Regions from separate parts of the Mus musculus genome. Here region 2 is linked to region 1. A link is a contact called in public Hi-C data. All regions are on one chromosome and are shown on one strand. The core of a region is the stretch at or near the end of the contact, and the rest is flanking DNA. Distances in the headings are between cores, read along the strand shown. Region 1 overlaps Gm36569 (a long non-coding RNA gene). Region 2 overlaps Pdgfc (platelet-derived growth factor, C polypeptide).

What was found. A called contact is a pair of places that touch in the nucleus more often than the background predicts.
Region 2: a contact with region 1 is called in a Hi-C map of bone marrow-derived macrophages, with 4 times the contacts expected there. The contact joins two enhancer-like sites. A contact is called at or near these places in 15 of 39 promoter capture datasets (the 3T3-L1 cell line, 3T3-L1-derived adipocytes, the C10 cell line and 9 more), 1 of 15 datasets of contacts at CTCF or cohesin (large pre-B cells), 4 of 484 Hi-C or Micro-C datasets (the AML12 cell line, bone marrow-derived macrophages, embryonic fibroblasts and 1 more), 9 of 115 datasets of contacts at active chromatin or transcription factors (the NIH/3T3 cell line, bone marrow-derived macrophages, cardiomyocytes and 5 more) and 1 of 9 other capture datasets (adipose tissue).

The regions. Positions count from the first base shown.
Region 1 is chr3:79,862,888-79,867,073 of GRCm38.p6, forward strand. It overlaps Gm36569 (a long non-coding RNA gene), which reads right to left. Exons shown (of 3, transcript XR_375740.1): 2 at 1-31. Among named protein-coding and RNA genes, the nearest start is that of Gm40073, 12 kb to the left of the region's middle. Within about 2 kb of position 2,079, at least 23 of the 459 cell types and tissues checked have an H3K27ac peak or open chromatin away from gene starts, as enhancers often do. A contact at or near this core is called in adipose tissue and bone marrow-derived macrophages, where this site is marked.
Region 2 is chr3:81,049,867-81,054,052 of GRCm38.p6, forward strand. All of the region lies in intron 1 of Pdgfc (platelet-derived growth factor, C polypeptide), which reads left to right. Among named protein-coding and RNA genes, the nearest start is that of Pdgfc, 16 kb to the left of the region's middle. Within about 2 kb of position 1,790, at least 35 of the 459 cell types and tissues checked have an H3K27ac peak or open chromatin away from gene starts, as enhancers often do. A contact at or near this core is called in adipose tissue and bone marrow-derived macrophages, where this site is marked.

The DNA.
Region 1 (4,186 bases), core at 829-3,328:
CTGTTTTCTGTACCCATTCAGTCATACGATACTGAAAAAGAGTTTAAAAAGTTATTCCTCAAGGATTTCACATACATATACAACGTATTTTGATCAAACCCACCTCTTACCTTCCCACCCTTAACTCCCCGGGAACACCTCCCCTTATTCCCCTTGCAACCTCGTGTCATCTTCCTTCTTTCCTTTCTCCTCTTTTTCTTGAGACATTGTGTTCAATTAGTGCTGCCCAGTGTGCATGGGATTCGAATATCTAATGGATCATGAGAGACCTCAGATTGCCAATATATACTATAGTAGTGGGTGGGTTCTCTTAGAGCCCTGTCTCATCTCCGAGGAAATACTGGCAGGCTTGATTGTATGCAGGTCTAGTGCATGTAGACCTGTCTGTTCATGAGTGCAACTTTCCTGTTGTGTGAAGAACTCCTTATGTCACGGCAGTTCTCCCTCTCACTTCTGGCTCTAAATATATATCTACTCTATTTTATAACGCTCCTAACCCTTGTCAGGGTCAGGCCAGGGTGTGACACAGATGTCTTATTTAGGGTTGACTACTCTACAGGCACTTCTTCTTTTTACTTTCTCCAGTTTTGAGTCTCTCTGTTAATTGATGCCCATTGCAAAAAGAGACTCTCTGATGAGGCTGAGAGCTGTTTTAATCTAAGGGCACAAGGCTAAGGATTTATAAGATCATCTGATATTCTGCCTATTTAGCAGAATAATAGTAACAGGTTCTCTCTATAACCTCCCCAGTGATGGGGTTTTGGCAAGTTTTGCAGTAGAGATTTTCATTCATTCCTCTGGGACAGGCCTTAGTCTGATCAGAAAGTGTCTGGTTATCCCAATACTATTCATGGCACTATCACTCCAGTAAGCATCTCTTGCCAGGCTGGTTGTTACTGTAGCTCTCAGGGTTCACAGCAGTGCAAAATTGTTGGTGACTTTTCTCCCTCAGCAGCCTGCATCGCATCTTTCAGCACTGAAAACTCTAGTCAATCATAAGCCTCCAGGTCAGTACCAATTTGTTTCACCACAAGCTGTGACGAAAGTGTGTGAAGTCTCCAGCAATAGAGACTTACCACCAAGTTCTTGTGGGCTACTAAGAACAATGGCAATAGCCTGCTTTTGTTATTATTTTTGTTTGTTTCTTGCTTTTTGGTTTTTCGTATGTCTGGAACCCTCCTGATCATCTGGAAGATGGGATATTCCACATCTGGCCACTGGACTTTTTGTTTGAGAGAGTTATTTTAATTGCCCACTAGAGTTCTGCAGTTGGTGGCTTAGAGGATTTACTTGAAAAAATGCAGGACACAAGGACACGGATGTTGCCTCCCACTGGAGACCTCTGACACCTCTTTTGATCATGCCTGCATTTCTTCTTCCACCTACTTCCGGGGCTTCTTCTGATGGATTAGTCTGTCTTTGAAATCTTGAGATTTATGACACAGTTGTCTGCACCTCCACCCTCTGTCAGAGCTGAGAATCAGCTGCTACCCCAGCCCCTGTTGGTCCACATCCTTGAATTTAATCTGTTTATTCTTTATAATCTATAATGCAATCTCCAGTCCAAGTCTAAATTATTTTCATAACTACTTTGGGCACAGCAACAACCATAAATTCTCCTTCCCACTTGGCAGCCTTGAATTTTCATAGCTGGATATTTGCTGGGACTTTTAAGTTATTCTAAATGCCCGAGTCAGCGAGTGGTACAGCCCAGCATGGATGGAGAACACGCAGCAATCCCCTCATTGATCAAAATCAATCAGTGCTTTGAAATGGGAAATAGTATAGATATTTACACTACAGAAATCAGAATAGACTTGGCAAATGGCCATTTTTCCTTTGGATCCTAGCTCTGGTGGAGAACTAATTTACAGAGGCCCAAGTGCCAGATTGGTAAAAGCCCTGCATGGCATTTCTCTGGACAGATACTGGCTAGCAGGAGGGGTGGGCCTGGCATGGTGGGTAATGACTAGTCTCCAGACTTTAAAATGTCTAAAGCTAAGCTCTGAACACTGCTCCTAAACCTCCCCACTTCTGTGTAAGTGCCCTCCTAGTTAATGACCACAGCAAGGAACGTTGCCCAAGTCGTTAACAGGAACTGTGCGTTCAGTTCCTCATCTGTGGACTTGGCGTGTCGTGCTACTGGGGGAGGGAGGGAATTGTGCTTTGGAATCGAGCTTGGCACAATACTAGTTTTTTGAAATACCCTGTGCACGTTGAAGTCATTGTTCAGACTAAGCTCTCTACCCTTGACCTCCTCTCCTCCTACCTTGACTTTTAAGCTATGTCAGTCACCATGTGTCTTAGCTTTATCAATTTTATGGTGACCTCCCTGGGACAAGCTCTTATGTGAGTCTGAATTATTTTCTTGGCACAAAGTTGTTTTCTAGCTTTCATTATCGACTCCTTTACAGTCTGCTTTTATTTGTTTGTAATATTATTATTATTTTTTAGTTAGAGTCTTCTTATGTAGTTCCAGGTGGCCTTTAACTCCTGGTCTTCACATCCCTGCCACTGAAAGCCATACTCCAATGCTGGTTTATTTTTTTTTTAAATGATGATCCCCATCAGGCATGCAAGCATGGTTCTTCTAGGGCAAGGAACAGGTTTGTCAAAACAAGAATAGGGGAGAAAGCAAGGCTAGGCCTGGGGAAGGCCATGGAGCTGGGCAAGGATGGCATAGGCAGTATAGATAACTAGGAGCCAGGGAGAGGGAGAGCAGTTTATTCTGTCTGAATTACAAAAAGTACAACATGAACTCCCAGTCACTTGGAAATGAGCCCAGGATGAAGAAAATGGGAAACACAACTCCATCAAGGGCTCTACAGGTAAGACTGATAACTTTGAATACTAGTGAGTCAAAAAAAAAATGGGCTCTATAGTCTGACTTTGTCATAGCAGTATTCAGTGTTAGGAAGCCTGGACATATTTTGACAGAAATGACATTTCCAAACTTGGTGGTATGTGGAGATGACGGCATTGATAGTATTGACCTGACTTTCCTAGGCTGTGCTATTGGAAAGTCTTGAGACTGGATAGATACGGTTAGGATACAGGAGAGAGATTTGGTGGGGATGGAGTGAGGTGGTGATGGGTAGCATTTTGAGACAGTCTAGCTGTCCTAGAACCCACTGTTTAGCCTAGGCTGACTTTAAAAATCACAACAGTTGTCAGTGCTGAGATTATGGACGTGATTCACAATGTCTGGGATTCTCTCTCTCTCCTCATCTTCCCTCTTCCCCTTTGATAGGACCATGATTGCAAACTAAACAAACATAATTTTAAAAAGAAGTTATTTTGCTTACTCACTTTAAAATATCACTAACAGAAAGATACTGCAAGATAAACCACTCACCAGGACCCTGACTCCCATCCTTACCGCCTCACTGCTGCCCTTTCTGCTTCACTGGTCTGCTTACTGGCCCCATTCCAGCCCCGATGGTGACCTGGCTTCGTCTCATCTTTTAGCTCATTGCTTCTTGCCAGTTTCAGGGATTCAGGACCCCTTCTCTGGTGACTTGAGGGGGCTTTTCTCATTATGGCTGTTATATAGGTATATTCTATATCATATATATATATTCATTCTATATGCTAAAGAGGTCAACTGAAATATTCTGTATCATATGCATATATTCATCCTATATGCTAAAGAGGTCGAACTGAATCGTTCATGAAGATGGGCCTCAGTTTAGAGCCTGGTCCTCGGTAAGCCTTCCTATGAGTCAGTTCTACATTGTCTCAAACAAACCAATCAGCATCTAGTGCTGCATCATTTATTCTGACCTGCAGGTGCTGCCATTGTCCCCACAGCTCACTAACAGCAGTGCCTTCTGCTCAGGTGCTGAGAGCATGAAGCTCCTATCAAAGCACGGCCTCCACTCCAGAGTCTCCCAGGACGGACGGGTGCTGTCTCATCCGTGGCTTAGGACTCCCTCTTCCTTGGCTAGTCAACCTGAAAGAGTGTTTATATCCCAGTGTTTTGTAGGGTGGATCTGTGGGGAGACTCCTCATCCCCATATCGTAATGCCTGGCTCTCCGAGAAAGGCTTCTCCTCCATGACTCTGTTGTTAAGCAACAGTAGTTAAAATTCACTTTCCTCCAATTTTTCAATATCCTCTACCTCATGACTTTGCATCTATAGCTAACCCAAGCATTGAAATCTTTCTGAATCTTAAGCTAAAGCATT
Region 2 (4,186 bases), core at 540-3,039, 1.2 Mb after region 1:
GAAATAGATATAAAGGGATGGTCACCTTACTAGCTTCAGAAAAAAATTCTAATGAATATCCTCGAGGAAGCCAAATGATGAGCTAATCTAACTCCTTCCTGAATAGAGATGAAGATGTCTGAGTGCAGCTCAGTGAACAGAATGAGACATTGCATGGAGACATCCCCGTGAACGGCTGGCAGTTCAGGTCAAGGGGGTACTTGCCTTGAAACAGGAAGTGGAAGATGCCAAGGGTCAAGAGAAAAGTTTAAAAGGCAACAAGACAAGAATAGGTGACCAGTGTAAATGAATTTGGGAACACAACTGTGAATATTTCAGTGAGACGAGAGGTTATAAGAGAATGGTTCAGTAAGGGTGCTGGATCTTGCGGTTTACAACAGAAACCTGTCAGTGTGGTCCCAGAGCGGAGGGAGAGAGAGGAGGCAATGTCTTGTTATAAAGGTGGCATGGTTTTTTAGGACTTAGAAGATAGGCAGAGGGGAGGGGCAAGTTTCATACATAACAATGGTCAACATTTTGGCTTCCATACTTGTTATGCATCAAGAAATGCTAGGGACTGTGCATTCTTCCTGATCTTGATTTTCTAGCTCATTGTCATGTGTTGCTCATTTTTGTTGTTGTGTAAACTGTGTGTGCACGCACGTGTCGAGATTAGAAGACAACTTTGTGTAGTCAGTTATCTTCTTTCATCTTTGCATGGGTTTTGAAGGCCAGACATTATGGTGATAGCATATGCCTATAATCCTAGCACTAGGGATGCTGAGGCAGGAGAATTGATTTAAGTTTTGAGGACCAAACTTCTGTTGCCAGGCTTGAGCGGGAGAGTCCAAATCACTGGCCCTGATGTACTATGAATAGTTCTCTTCATGTCTGCCCCAGACTGCTTCTTACTGGAGGGCCAGAAAGGATAGGGTCCTTGATATGTCTACAGAAAAAAATAGGACTGAAAAGCTATGTTTTAATTATGAAGGGCTATAGTTGACATATCACGACAGTCAATAGGACATATGTGGATGCTATTGGCCCTAATAAGCTATTGAAGGTTTCCAGCCTTTAGATTTAGATTAGGTTCCTAATCTGATTCAGTCTTAAAATATATACTTAATATTTCATGACATCAGTTTAGCATCCTCTATTTTCCACAATTTTATCAGATGTAGTTGATAAATTTAAAAAAATCAGTGTATTTGCTATATTCAATTCAATGTTTTGCTATGTGTGTTTACTGGAAAAATCACTACCACACAGCAGCTAGCCCATTCATAACCTCCCAGGGTTATCTTTTTGTGTATATGATGCTGCTTTTTAAAGTTAGATTTCCTTAACATACGTTTGTTTTTTTTTTTTTTTGTTAGCAAGAAGATCGATCTATCAGAGTGATTGTCCACAGAGAGACGGGAGCTGGACAGAGTACAAACCCCAGTTTAGTTGCCAGCTGCTGACAATATGGCCCATTTAGTTAGCCCTTGTGACTGACGTTCTTCACACATCTTCAAAACCTACAAGCATTAAGGGCCATTTTTCCTGGGGCTGTGCTAAAAGCCTTTCTTATTTCTCAGTCTGCTGTTCTCAAAAGTTCCCAATAGTCACCACTTGTAATTGTGGTTTTGAAATATCAATGGCTCTTATCTTCCATAAGTTTTAAGTGTCAGTCAATAAAACCTTGAATAATTGTTAGCACAGTGCTTCAGATAGTAGGTCTTGAGTAAAATACAAATAACATATAGACAGAGCACAGCCTGCCCTGCTGCTATGCTGCTGGCTTAAGGATCTTGGGATCCTTAAGCCATCATCTGTGATCTTTGAGTCATATGCCTTATTACACAACTGAGAGATGTAGCTACTGTCTGGCTTGATTTTGAGGAACTAAAAGGGGACCCACAGGATGACCTCAGTCTTTCTGCTTAGACTGAATAAAATTGATGCACAAAGAACCCAATGGGCAGATTATAATGATGACTACTTAGAATATCATTTCCTCAACCAGAAAACAGAAATGCATTATTTCCAGGAAAAAAAAAAACACTTCTAAACTGTGAACTTTGTGATAATGTGTCATTACAGTTGATTTTTTTCAGAGAAGAGCGTGATCTACCAAAAGTCTATTTGCAAAAACTTTAACTTTTGGATTCTCTTCCCTTTCTGAAATTTCCAGTTAACATAAGATGCAACTCAGGTGTTTTCTTCTTAGTTTTAGTTTTCTCTTTGTGCCCTTGAGTCTTGAAATTGACAATTCTAATTTATCCTTTGGAATGCAAAAATATTGTAAATGTTTTTGATGTTTGTTTCTTTATTTTAAAGCCACTTGAAGGAAATGTCTTCTTCCTCCTTGGAAGTGAAGTTGATTTTCTCAGCTCTGAACGTATGAGATTATGGGAGAGTCTTCTGTAGCTCTGGCATGTGGACAGAACAGAAGCAGACCCTGGGGAGAGAGTTCAGAATTCATGGCAGGAAGCACATGTTCAGTATGCCAATATTTATGGTGTCACAAGCAAACTAAAAACACACTGCTATTTACATAAGTGCCTAGGTAGCACAGGCTTGTGCTTTGTAGAAAGCAGCACAATGTTTGGGACCCACAAAACCAGACCTTTAGTTCCCGTTACTTTCCTTTCTTCATATGGAGAATCACTCATTAATGAATCATATTCAGATTTGAAGTCAGCCACAGTTAGAAGCTGTGACAGTTTGTGGAGAGGTAGCCTGGCTTTGTGCTGCCATGGGAACTGTGTGTCAGTATTTGCACTCTGGCCCTCTGCAGGCCTGGGCTCAGTAAGGACTTAGATGTCCTGTGCTGATTAGCCACTGAACATGAACTGCTTCAGAGAAGCACAGGTAATTCTTGGCCGGTTGTGCGTTACATCTTATTTAAACTCTTGGCTCCTGTTTCATCTCCTTGCAAACACTGACTCACATACTTTTGGTAAGCACGCATATTCACTGCCGTTTGTACCGCAAATATCTATATATGTTACCTTCTGGTAAATTTCTAAAGAAGAAAGCATATGAGAGGTATTACTGGGAGTCTGTCCCCTCTTTCTGCTTTCACAGGATGAATGCATGTAATAATTTAAGCAAGAATAATACCAGAGTGAAAAGCATGGTACCAATACAGTGGTATTGGAAACATTTCCCTTTGAAAACAGTGTGTCACATCTGTGGTGTGCTATGACATCAGATGTAAATTCTGATGGATGCCTTTCAAAGGTCCAAGTTCTTCTGGGATTCTTTCTGATGTTACCAATTCCTTAGCTGATTCCAGTATTAAAAACAACTCTCTGGCAAGTATCCAATTTACTGAGCATGTTAAACATTTTGTCCATTAGATTTTGCTCTTTGAGCGAGGGTCCTGTGACTCAGTGTCAAAAGGTTTCTCAACAAAGCTGTGATTTGAAGGCCATGATCTTTGGTGCAGGGGTGGGGTGGGGGTGGGGGTGGGAGGCGGGGAGGGGGCTGGGGTTGGTAGGCAGAGTTTTTCTCTTGAAGAATAAAAGAAAAAATAATATAAAGAGTAACTCCCAAGTGAACCAATGGAGCTTGACTGTGTAAATCCTTCAACTCAGAAGACAGAGCCCAAAATATTTAAGAGTCATCTTTCTGTTTTGAGCTCTGTAACTTAAACATTATGCTTTGGCTTTTTGTTTGTATTCCAAACATTTCATTCTTAAGATTTCCTTTAGTGTTTTCATAAGAAGGCAAAATTTAGTATGTTTACTTGATAAATAATTATCTTCAATAGAGATGAAAGACACAGGAGCTGTTCTTTTTATACTAATTTAATCAATGTTCTTTATACTCAAAAAAAATTGGAAAATGAATATAGTTGTCCCTGAGATTTTTATATTAAATTTTGATGGTAGGAAAAAAAAGTTGAAATCAGATAAAACAAAAGTTCTGTGCAGTTTATTTTGAGAATTTAAATCAATTAGAGATTAATAAACAAAGATGAATTTCTTTCGAGGTGATTACAAAGTTGAGGACTGGTGCCGGCTTTTTGTAGATCAATTTGTTAACCATTCCATACAGGAGCCTCTGAGGCTTGGGGACAAACTGCCCTCTGCTACTCTCATGATAGCCTAGCCACCAAAATTGATTTCCACAGTTTGTGTGACACTTAGGTCTTTGTACTGGAGCTGATAGCAGGTTAAAGAATATGTCACATCTTAAAACATTAATAGGTTGAGTT